Linked DNA regions of Gasterosteus aculeatus: region 2 is linked to region 1. The links are chromatin contacts, called in public Hi-C maps. All regions are on one chromosome and are shown on one strand. Each heading gives the region's core, a stretch centred on a gene start, on an enhancer-like site or on the middle of the called end of the contact. The rest is flanking DNA. Distances are from core to core; before and after follow the strand shown. Region 1 holds the start of LOC120817971 (ninjurin-2). Region 2 overlaps wnk1b (WNK lysine deficient protein kinase 1b).

Region 1 (6,152 bases), core at 2,066-4,565:
GGCATCTGCCATGAAGGGGCCGAGGTGATGTTACACAGGCGTACACACACACACACACACACACACACACAGACGCACACAGACGCACATAACGTCACAGAGAGGCAGCAATGTATTCTGGGAGGTGAGAGATGTGGGAAGAAGATGAGAGGGATGGTGGTCATGGAGCAGCACACTCTGAAACCGATGGAGCAAATCAAAACTATCGCAGTAAACAAGTTGTTATTCAGAGGAAAGATACAGGCAGAACGAGAGATTACGGTTGTCACAATTGTTATTATAACACACGGTGACAAATGATCTCGAGAATGTGTTAATATTGCTTTCATTGTTGGCATGAGTGGCAACACAAAAGGAGCATGGAAAGGTTAAACCAAATCATCCGCCTCTCGGTGATATCCTTCTTTTTGTCAACTAAACCAACTAAACCAACGGCGACTTGACTTTATTTAGACGGTAAGTACTACCTGTGCACACAAATATTGATATAGCTTAATTCACCGGGACATAGAGCTCCCATTGTAATAACACATGAGTCACCGAGTGAGAACTTCTTTCAATTCCACGAACGCTCGCTAGATTATTTTGCGATGATGCCACGGCTGATTAATAACACCACTTATTTAAAGATCTGCATTCATTGAACGCTCGTTGAACTCCCAAGAGCACGAGCGCGTCGGGGCGTCGCCAGGTGCGTCACGTGAAAAGGACACAGCTTCTCCACCAGCTGGCGGCGGCGGCCATGTCTGATTTATTGTCCAGGGGCGCAGCAGCTCTTTTTACGGGGCGCTCCGCGTTCTAGGCGAAGCTCATTAAACGGGGACCTCTTCCTCAGCAGGGGTGAGGGGGGGCGGGAGGGGGGTCGGCTCCATTCATTGGCTTTTATCAGAAGGACACTGACAAGTGTTCCCCTCTCATCTCAAGAGACAAACTCCTTGTGTGCGACCATTCTTTTCTTCTCGTCTTTTTGAGTCGCGGCCTCCGCGCCTGGAGGGGCCGCGTGATTCCCGTTGACTCCGCGTCGGCGCCCCGCGCCCTGGTTCGCTGTGCTCTATACATAGACAGCGGCTTAGAGGTGGCAAGCCTTCGCACCACCGAAATAGAATCGCCTGCACCGGCTTCACGCGCTCGGGGGGGGGGAAGAAAAAAGAATGACCGTACTCGATTTGAGGATATGGTCTGGGCATTGTGGTGTTGAGAAGATGAAGTGACTGAGAAACACATTCAAACGTGGCATGGAAAAGACACAGTGGTATAACGGCTCTTCCTCTCACTTGATATGTTACCTTGATAAACTCTGAACAAACATGTATTTATGTTTGCGGTGCCTTTTCAGAGCCACTACTTAGAGGAACCCGTGGACTCGTGAGGCCAACAAGTCTTGTCCTATATAACAATAATGGTCATAAATGGCCAGTGATTATTCTGCAACAGCAGCGGCAGGTGTCAGATTGTGAGGAAGACCAACGTGTATCCACAGTTGTGCGGCCTGTGCGTACATGCATGCGCGTGCTGACCACGCCCGGCGTCGACATGCAGGATGTGAGTCCCGCCGTGCAAGCGGTTTCCCCAAACACGCATACGCATACGTTCAGGCGTTTCCGCGTGCAATCGGGGAAACAGGTTTTTGAATATTTGTATTGGTGGGATAAAAGGTCTCCCCCAACAGTCCCGGTGGCCTTAATCGCCGTTAGCGATGCAAGTTGTCCAATAAGATTTGTTTTTGCTAATTACTGGTAGAACACAGCTGTCAGTAGACACTGTAATCGCCAGGACCAATGTTCCCCAACATTACGGATAAACTGTGTTTTCATAAATGGTAATGTTGTTGGAGGATTGAAAGTAACCGCGTGTTTGTGTGTTCAGTTAAATGAATGAACAGGACCAGCATTCATGAGGGGTGAATTTGGAAGCGGTTTGAAGGTAGCAAACTTATTTTTGCAGCTACATGAATTCAGTCAAACTACAGAAACTTTCAGTAATATTACTATTGTGTAAAATTCAATTCAAAACTAAATGTTTAATCAGTTTTGTTTTTGTTAAGCTTGGTGATGTTACCCCTGATTACGACACACAACCTCCCCAACACACACACACACGCACACATATATCAGACTGAATATCTGAATTCACATGAGTTAGTTTGAGGTTTAGGTTTTAATTCACCCATAAACACTGTGATTATGTGGTTGTATTTAGTGTGGATGATAACGTAATATACAACTACGTCCGCGTGCGAACACACATACACACGCACACACACACACACACACACACACACACACACACACACACACACACACACACACTTACTCTTGAGTAACTGCACTTTGTTCACTGGAGACCATGTAGCTAAATATAACCAGTAACCGACAGCCCCGCTGGCTGACAGGCAGAAACATTGCTGGCTCTGACACTGACACAGAAGAGGAATCGCAACACACACCAGAGAGCGTGTGTGTGTGTGTGTGTGTGTGTGTGTGTGTGTGTGAACTGTGTGCATACCTATTACTGTAGTGAATAATGAGTCTGAGGAACATTTGAAGAAGTCGTACAATGTTCGACTTGTGAAACAAAAAGGCCTTAAAATAAATCTTCTTAAAACCTCAACCTTTCCTTGACCCCTTTTTATGGCCATTAAATGAGTCCCTGTTCTGTTGACCACTGGCTGCATTAAGAGGACTTAGTTACCTTTGCACCTAGGCCCTAATTGATTTTTGATGGATGTTGCGACCATAAGCCGGTCTCAGAATAGATCACGGACGCTTGGTCGGACCCGGCGAGCGGCGCAGCAGCCCTCTGATCCTCGGCCTCTCACGTGGGCCGGACATACCGCGGCTCTGTGGCAAAGCTTCACCGTAGGCCGAGGAGCCGAGATGAAAAGAGTGAAGGGGAGAGGGGAGAGGGAAAGGAAGAGAGGAAGATAGGACGACCGAAAAGCTGCACCTACACTTCAACGTCAATCAAATTGGTCCTTCTTTGTCCCCCTGTCTCTCTCTCTCTCTCTCTCTCTCTCTCTCTCTTTTCGCAGTTTCCTCCCCCGTTTTGGGTGCACTAACCTGCAGAGGGCCGCCGGCCGGCATGGTGGATCTCAGCGACGTCAGGTCGATGTCTCGGCCCTGCTCCCCTCTCTCTGTCTTCCCGAGTCCCTGCATAATAAGGCCCCCACACGCACACACACACACACAGTCGCGTGCACACACACACAGTCGCGTTCCCGACTGTTCCCCCGACGGCGGTGCAAATGCTAATGCGAGGATGGCAGTGGTCGCTGTGAAAGGAAATGACCCTGGACGACGAGCATCGAGCACCAGGCAAGGCCAGGGCGGGGGGGGGGACGACAAACAAACAGCTTATTCACACCATCCCGGTCCCCCCCCACTACGCCCTCTTCTATCTCTCTCTTTCCACTCTTCTAGTTCTAGGCTGCCCCCCCCCCCCCGGCTATTCTCCACCTCTGCCAAATCTAGGTTGTACAAATGCTGGAATACACAATTTTGCTTCACACTGCAAAACAGGAAAATTTTGTCCGGCCGTATTTTAAGGTTTGTCTCTGCACAATCAATGGCTCGATTTGGAACGACCAAACGGACGCACACCGTCCGTCGCGTCTATTTGTGCGTGTTTGCTCAACAAAAACATTCTGCTGTATTTCAGTTGAGTTAACTGAGGTCAGACGTCTTCTCGTAAAAAAAGCACTGAGGCTCCACTGTCAGGAGGTAGCAAACCTGCGACCCCAAGGCCCTGCAGCAGGGATCCGATGGCGCCATGTGCACCGGAGGCAGACATCTCAAAACACCGGCAAAGAATGTACAAGAAAACTATTCTTCTGCAACTTCTGAAGTTTGCAATCAGCCACCTCAAGCTGCTGTACCAATACGTGCCGCGGCTCTAACTTACATTCCCCCGGCAGTGTCGACAAAATACTACTCACATGACGCACATGCACACGCAGTGCGCTCTCTCTTGTCGAAACGTGCACACATGCAGAGTGTCCTGGGCCTGAATAGGGTTGTCAGCAGTGATTAAAACTCCTAATCCCGGAGAAATGATCACCTCCATGGTAGGAGTTTCATTAGGTCAAGTGTACGGGTCGCACTTTGTCAAGGCCCATGTAGGGGCATCACAAAGGGGTTATTGGGCTTATAAAAAAACGTGCAGCTCACATCTGTTTCACCTCGCACCCAGGCTTGTTGTTGACAAAATTAAAGTGAAATTAACTGTAGAGCTTAACATCCACGAGGTGTGATGCATGCTGCGTTTTCTAAAATAAGAGGAACGTAAACTGTCGGCGCAAAAATGTACAGAACAACGTGCCTCAGACATTGTTTCTTTCACACTGGAAAAAAAAACACTTGAAACGTGGGCGCAATTATTTTGCAGCACTCATACGGGACACATCTGCTTTCTATTTTCTCTCTAATGGATAATGTGTTTAAGCTCTCGAGCTTAAAGCACAAACGTCTGCCTTTTCGCTTCTTCTTCTTCTTTTTTTTTTTTTTCAGTATTACATTTGCATTAACAAGCTTCCAGGAACTGTCAGCCGACACTGTCAACGAGAAGTTATTTTGTTTTTGCGGTTTTCCAGAATTACACCTCTGGCTACTCTCCTGCACTCAGTGGCAACACCGCGGTCCATTTTACTCCTGTGAGGACTGTTGGACTGTTCCCAGTTGATCCCTCAATGCGAGGCTAGAAACAAACCGTCCTGCCCAAAGAATTTCTTTCCTAGAAACAAGAGCTTACAAGAGTCACTCAGCCAAAACCGTTCTCATTGTTCGCCTCCTAGAAAAAGAGTCTTTAGAAGATGACGGATACGTTTTGCACAGATGCATTTTGTTTTACTAGTACTCCCTAGGAATAACAAATACTGTGCAGATAAAACGGTTTGAGTTGGACATCTCCCCCCTGCTTAGGGGGGGGGGGACTTAAAGGATCAGGTTTTCTGACAGCTAAATGTGTTCTCCGGCTTCTGGAAAAGGTTATTCAGGTTCACACACGCAGGTCCTGATGTTCGGTGAGGAGGAAAAGGTACTGGGGCCGCCTTCCATTAGGGGCTTTTTTTTATGGTATTGCGTGTTTCTTTATGTGGAAAATAGAAGCTTCAATGCGCATACCTGTCAAGTCATATAGATAACATCATTGTCTTTGAAAAATTAACGCCATCGGCGATCTGCTGATCTTGTAGCAGTTTTACTTGACTGTAAACAAGTGCATGCGGCGTTGCGAAACACTCACAAGACTTGCAACACGGGCTTTTTGCTTCAGCGTCCTCGCTCATGAGCGAAGGCGGGTAGCTTTCATTTGTGTATGGAGGCTATTAATAACCAGGGCCAGACTGAGAACTTTATTAAGGTCCGTGCCTCGGACCAGCACCGAGTAAGCCTGCCACTTCACCTCCAGATATAAAACAGAGTGCTTTTAGTATGAAGGATCCTGCCTGTCCACCAATGAATTCCTTGATACTTGACTTAATATTTGAAGTTGTTTGGTTTTGCACGCCTGGCATCTTGCCGCTGGAGCCTAACGGCGACATTATCAAGCCACGCGCTTGTTCTCTGGACACTTTTGGCCTCGGCGGCTTTTAGAACTTGTATTATTCTGGTATTTTCAACGTTCTCTTTCTGCTTCCTGCTTTGTTTTACATAATTATATGTCTCTTCGTTTCACACCTGCACCTCATTTCTAAATGAGACTTGCTCTGTCTTGCACGGAGCTTTTCCAAACGGACTTATAATCAGTTGTAGCAACGCGTGACACTGTGTAATGATACTGGCTGGGACTCTTTGTCACTCTGTGTCTTTGTTGTCCTCTCACACACACACACAAACAAACAAACACACAAACACACAGATAGAGCTTCAGCAGTACCAGGCTGCGCTGAGCCCCTCGCTTTCTACCTCTGTCTGTCGTGCACACATGCATGCACAGCAGACAGTGCCCGTCTCTCATTCTGGTTTAGTATTAAAAAAGGCCTTTTGATTTTGTTCTTTTCACAGTGATGCCAACACAAACAGACACACACCACACACACACACGCACACACACACACACACACACACACACACACACACACACACACACACACACACACACACACACACACACACACACACATATACCAGCTGATACCAGCAGATAACACTATCACA
Region 2 (5,517 bases), core at 3,011-5,510, 35 kb after region 1:
TGTGTGAGAATTGGTGGCGTGGGCTCATTACTGTGGCCCCCGTTGTCGTCGTTACACTTATAGTTCCTGCGAATGAAGCTCATTACCAAGTCGTACAATTTGGCTTTTGTCTAAATGTCACAGCTCATTATCTGGTCCGTCCTTCCGCCTCCTCTCGCATCCCCCCCCGCCCCCCCCCCCCCCCACACCCCTTTTTCAGTACTTCTCCCCACCGGTGCTCATCCAATAACATCTGCTGCTCTCCCGTCGTTCCTTCTGATCGACTCCTCCATCCGTCCTCAAACACCTTTCCCCGTTTCGCTCGCGTTCCCTACACTCCCAGTACCTCTTCCATCCTTCCAGCCTCGTAGTTCCCGGTACCACTTACCCCCTCGTCCCTTATCAATCTAAATGCTGGCGACATCTCTGACTGTATTCCCGCTCGCTGACGTTCTTCTTTTAACTGGGATACTTGGGTCGTCTTCCAGCAGCATCAAGTTTCTTATTTTTTTGTGAAGCATGTGGTTTTTTGCTCAACAAAGGCCGTGTGTTTCTGGTTGATGTGCGCCTCAGACTCACTCAGTCCTTGTGACATTGACAATTCTGTCTCTCGGAGAGGCATTACCGAGACAGAGAGGCACCTCTGCAGTAACCCTACACCGTGTGTGTGTGTGTGTGTGTGTGTGTGTGTGTGCGCATGATGTTCAAACAGTTATTGCAGCATAGTGTCACATAATCCGACCCCCATTTCTGCCTCCCTCATCTTCTCTCCTCTCCTCAGTCGAAGTGCGCCACAGTTTGCACATTGTCGGCTCCAGCTGTCAAGGAAACTGCTGTTGCTATCGAACCGGGCTTTTTCACCCGCCGGCTCTCGTCTGGCTCCCTTGAAATTTCCCGTTTTAATGTCACCGTTGGGGGGGGGGGGGGGGTGGAAGAAAAGCCGGGCGTGATTCACTTCTGCTTCGGGAGAGATCCGAGTGTGGAACGTTTCGGCATTGTGTGTGTCGTCCCAGCAGGGATGACTTCAGAGGACAATTATGCCCATTTCCTCTTCCCCTAACCCCTCTTCCATTGTCGCCCCGGCTCTCACGTCACCTCCGCTTTCCTCCCCCTCTTTGTCGGCCCTGTGTGCGCATCTGCATGGACTCACTCATGCATCTATTGTCTCCTTGTATGTAAGCAAGGAAACTGGCCAAAGTAATGTTTTTGGCTGTTTGTCTTTGCTAATGAAACGTTGGCCTCATTCATAACTTTGTTTCGACGTGTTTGCTTCAAATTACGTGCGAGTGTTGGGCAAAGGGACAAGAAAAATAAAAATGGAACTAGGCTAATGTCTCGTAGCCGGCTCGGGCAGGAACAGACTCTCATCTGGAACAAATTAACCCCAAAACCTGCATGTCACAAAACCACAGTCGCTCGCCAGACGACTCAGAGAGGCGCGCGTGCACACATGCGCACACACATGCACACATGCGCACACACATGCACACACATACTTTTGGCTGGAACTCGTCCAGTTGTCTCTTGATTCCTCAGTTGTCGTAGGACGGCCCTGTCGGTAGCCTGCATCTGTTTTTTAACTTCTGTGATCGTCTGCAGCCCCCGTATCGGCTCCTCTCCCTCGTCCCACGCCAACCAGGCCGCAGAGGAAATGTAGGCCGCTGTGAGCGCAGGGACAAGACACGCGGGAGCAACGCCGGGGGGGCTGCGGCGGCGGCGAGATACAGAGGATTGTTGACTTGCACGTCTGATTTCTTTTAAACTTGTTTGTTCTGCAGACTTTTATTTCTCTCCCCATTTTAAAATCACTTGTTCTGTCTCATCTCGTTCCACTCATGAGCTAATCCCCCCCCTCCTATGTTTATTGTTCAGGACAGGCAGTTTTATTTGTTTGTCACTCGTACACATGGGTTTTGTACTGTGTGAATGTGCTTCAGACATCTATATCGGTGTGTGTGTGTGTGTGTGTGTGTGTGTGTGTGTCTGTCACACACACACACAGATATGTCGACAGTGTTTGTGCCAAAGCAACACATGTAAACACGCGATTGGCTGCTCTCTCTGAAGCGGTTGGTAGGACGACACAGCGTAAAAGTGGACCGCTTTGAATGTTCCGCCCGCTGGTGTTATTTAGTTCGTATGCTTTCACTCACCTCTCTGCTAGTGTCCCAAAAGAAAACGCCGTCACGGTGCGAATGCTAAAAAGTAAAAAAAAAAAAATCAAAACTTCCACGGCTGAAGGCCAAAAACCAAAAGACGAGCGCGAGGAGGTGTGACAGGGGGGAAAGCACAAGATCAAAAGTCATAGTTGAAGGTACGATTACAACAACTATTTCCCACCCAAATATTGCTGAACAAACCCGTTTTTTAAACCACGTTTCTCTGCATATCATTGCCACCACTTGTCAGTTATATCAGTAATGTGTCGGCAGCGTGCCCTTGCACAATGACAACATAGCGACATAACGGGGCTCAACTCATCAAAGCACGGCTTCACAGGGCCACTGGTCACAAATCCGATGGGGGGGGGGGGGGGGGGCTTTGGGAAAAGGTAGAGTACTTGTCTCCGTCACGTGCTCTTTGATCTGTTGGGCCTTCGTGACGTCTTCTCCTTCTCACTCTCTAAATCTAGAATAACACACACACGAAAGGTGAGTGAACTTCACACCCTTTTCAAAGCGATTCCCTTTGTCCCCCCGCCCGCTCTTGAGTTCGACTTCTATCCGAAACTGGCTGATAGCGTCAGCCGAGCGCCCATGTAATCCGCCGCGGTGCACCAGGAACACGAAGTGCCGCTATTGGATTGGATGCCGACGGTTGTTGACGATCCCCGGAGCGAAACCGGAGAAGTTCAGCCCGGGCGTTTACGATTTAATGGGCTGTAAAGGGATAGTCCTCCGATATTATGTAATCGTTTTATCCGGGACACGCCCCGCCCTCCCCATCAACCCCCTCGCCGCCGTCTCTCCAGCTTCAGATCGCCAGCTACTGTAGCGGCCTTTTAAGATGACATTTTCACCCTGCGGCAGCCAGAGAGACGTAGTGACAGGCACATGTGCACGGTTTCCCAGTAATGAAGCCGGAGACATCTGTTGCTGTTCTAGTGGGATTTTCTAGGGATTTCATCCTTGACCCCCCCCCCCCTCCTTCGTATATGGGACGCATAGAGTTCCTCAGTCGTGCCGTCCCTCTTCTAACCATTGTGACTCTGTGTCACATGGCGAGATGTTGGGGTGGAAAAAAATATTCATAGATCTGAACAATTTAAAAAATCTATCCCATCCATCATAGAAAGACAGATGCACGGTAGCTATATTGAGACGGGGACCTTTTACACACTAGCTCCCCCCCCCCCCCCACACACACACACACACACACACACACAGACACAAAAACTGATGTGTCGCACGTACAAATACAATTGCTTTATTCACACTTGACCTACAGACATGCCTCATAAGACCCCATGAGCACCGGGGGGGACTTTTGGGAGATTTATGGCTTCTTTCAAATGTCTCCTGTTTCAAATTGATCGTTGTTACGCTGCTCTCACAAAAACCATTACACTCTAAGCCTATTGCTACTGATAAGCTTCTGGTCAGAACAACGCTGAGGCAAATAATAACCCAAAAAAAAGCCTTTTAATGTGACCAATTCTGTGGCAACCTTTTGACCGTGAAAACCTTGTATCCTCGCTTGCTTCACATAACTTTATTGGACCGGTTTCCTGTTTGCGCCACAAAGCGGGGCATTGTGTTGGTTGCTTAAATCATTTCAAACACCAGCCAATGAATAGAGCTTTATTAGAGGTTATAACCAGTTTGGCTCAGCTGATTGAGGATTTGTACACAGATGCACGTGTCCTCGCTTTTACTCATTAGCTCCGTATTCGGGATTACTCCGGGTATAGCGGGATTACTTTGCACCGACTTCCTTTCATTATCCTTGGATCGACGCGACCGGCTCAAGTGGCTGAGCAGAAGGGCGTGATGAGCGAGAGAGGCAGGCTTTTCAAATGCATCCTGTTTGCATTGTGTGTGTGTGTGTGTGTGTGTGTGTGTGTGTGTGTGTGTGTGTGTGTGTGTGTGTGTGTGTGTGTGTGTGTGTGTGTGTGTGTGTGTGTGTGTGTGTGTGTGTGTGTGTGTGTGTGTGTTGGGATCAGTTAGGAAAGGAGAAGAGAGGAGCGAAAAAGGAAGATTGGCGAGGAGGTGAGGTGTGACCCAACACAGCAGAGAGCAATGACTGCATCGTGTGTGTGTGCGTGTTGCACAGCCGGGCACGGAGAAATGAGACAATAGGGCGCACAGCGAGCGGCGGGCTGAGATGGCACCTATTGTTAACGCACACCAGTGCACAACACAAACAACACCCACGTCAGGGCTTGTTATCGAAGCCATCGTCATCATGAATGGGTTTGTTTGTCCCGCCCGCTCATGTCGGACAAAGAAGAGAAACAATCAAACCCCTCCCCTCCCCGCCCCTACGGAAGATGGATACCTGGTCACATGTAGTTCTTTCATACACTCAGAAGTAAACTAAATTGTATAACCAACATACCTCGAGAGGAGAGAACCAAAGCATTTTCAACAGAAACAACCAAATAGGTTTAGGTCGGATTACAACACGCACGCACACACACACACACACACACACACACACTCATACACACATGGCCCTGATTACTGAAATATGTAGAGAGGTGATTGATGGGGAAACTAAAAACCACCCAAATAAGAGGTAAGAAGAAGGGGGGGGGTGATGGAGAGACAAAACGTGAACGGTAAACGAGAAGGGAGAGAAAGAGAGGAGAAGATGAAGGGATCACGTGGAGGGTGTAGGAGACGTGTTTCCTCCGTTTGGCTGTCATGTCCATGCAAAGGATGAGATCAGTCTCCAATCGCCCGACCACGACCCGCCCCTCTGACTTTAGCTGGAACTTATTCATCCTCTTTTCAATCATTCTCATTCAGAACAGATGCGCTCTCTCTCTGTCCGTCTCTCCCTCCCTCCGTCCCTCCCTCATGTGCTGGCTAACCATAACAAGCTGTGGCGAAGGTCTTGGAGAGTTGTGTGCAACTGAAACACGTAGATGTGTGTCGTTTTTTTTCTGCACATGCACATGTTTATGAGTGTGTGTTCTGCAGGGGGCTTGAGGTTCTTTGCAGGAGAGTATTTCCAGAGTGTGGGGGGTCTGAGAGGCGCTTTGGCTACATGGAACACAGTGGACCTTTTTTCATGGTCTATGGATGTACTCATGCACACACAGCACCCCTACATGTGGCCCCGTCCACGGCCACTGTAGGTTCTTTACTGCAAAGAGAAACAAATCGGGTCATTCACTCAACCGATGGGCTTAACGTAATAAAGATTTACAGGTCCTGGGTTGGTTTGGGTTTTTTTTTCGCTCTCAAGCTGCAGACCGGCATTCCTCCAAATTTAGGTCAGGACTCAGAAGGTTAATCAGAGGATCGTCGAAGTGGGTCAGCAGCACATTCTGGAGGAGCCGTGATGAGAAGTTTTTAGTTACAGGTTTCCAAG

The links. Hi-C and Micro-C count contacts between places; a contact is called where the count stands out from the background.
Region 2: a Hi-C map of blood and trunk muscle shows a contact between it and region 1, with 2.0 times the contacts expected there. The contact joins the enhancer-like site here to the promoter of LOC120817971 in region 1.

The regions. Positions count from the first base shown.
Region 1 is chr4:30,345,881-30,352,032 of fGasAcu3.hap1.1, forward strand. It overlaps LOC120817971 (ninjurin-2), which reads right to left and starts at 3,316. Exons shown (of 5, transcript XM_040174675.2): 1 at 3,060-3,316. The coding sequence starts at 3,155.
Region 2 is chr4:30,379,746-30,385,262 of fGasAcu3.hap1.1, forward strand. The region is part of intron 1 of wnk1b (WNK lysine deficient protein kinase 1b); the gene reads left to right. Among protein-coding and RNA genes, the nearest start is that of wnk1b, 23 kb to the left of the region's middle. Within about 2 kb of position 4,261, at least 3 of the 9 cell types and tissues checked have open chromatin away from gene starts, as enhancers often do.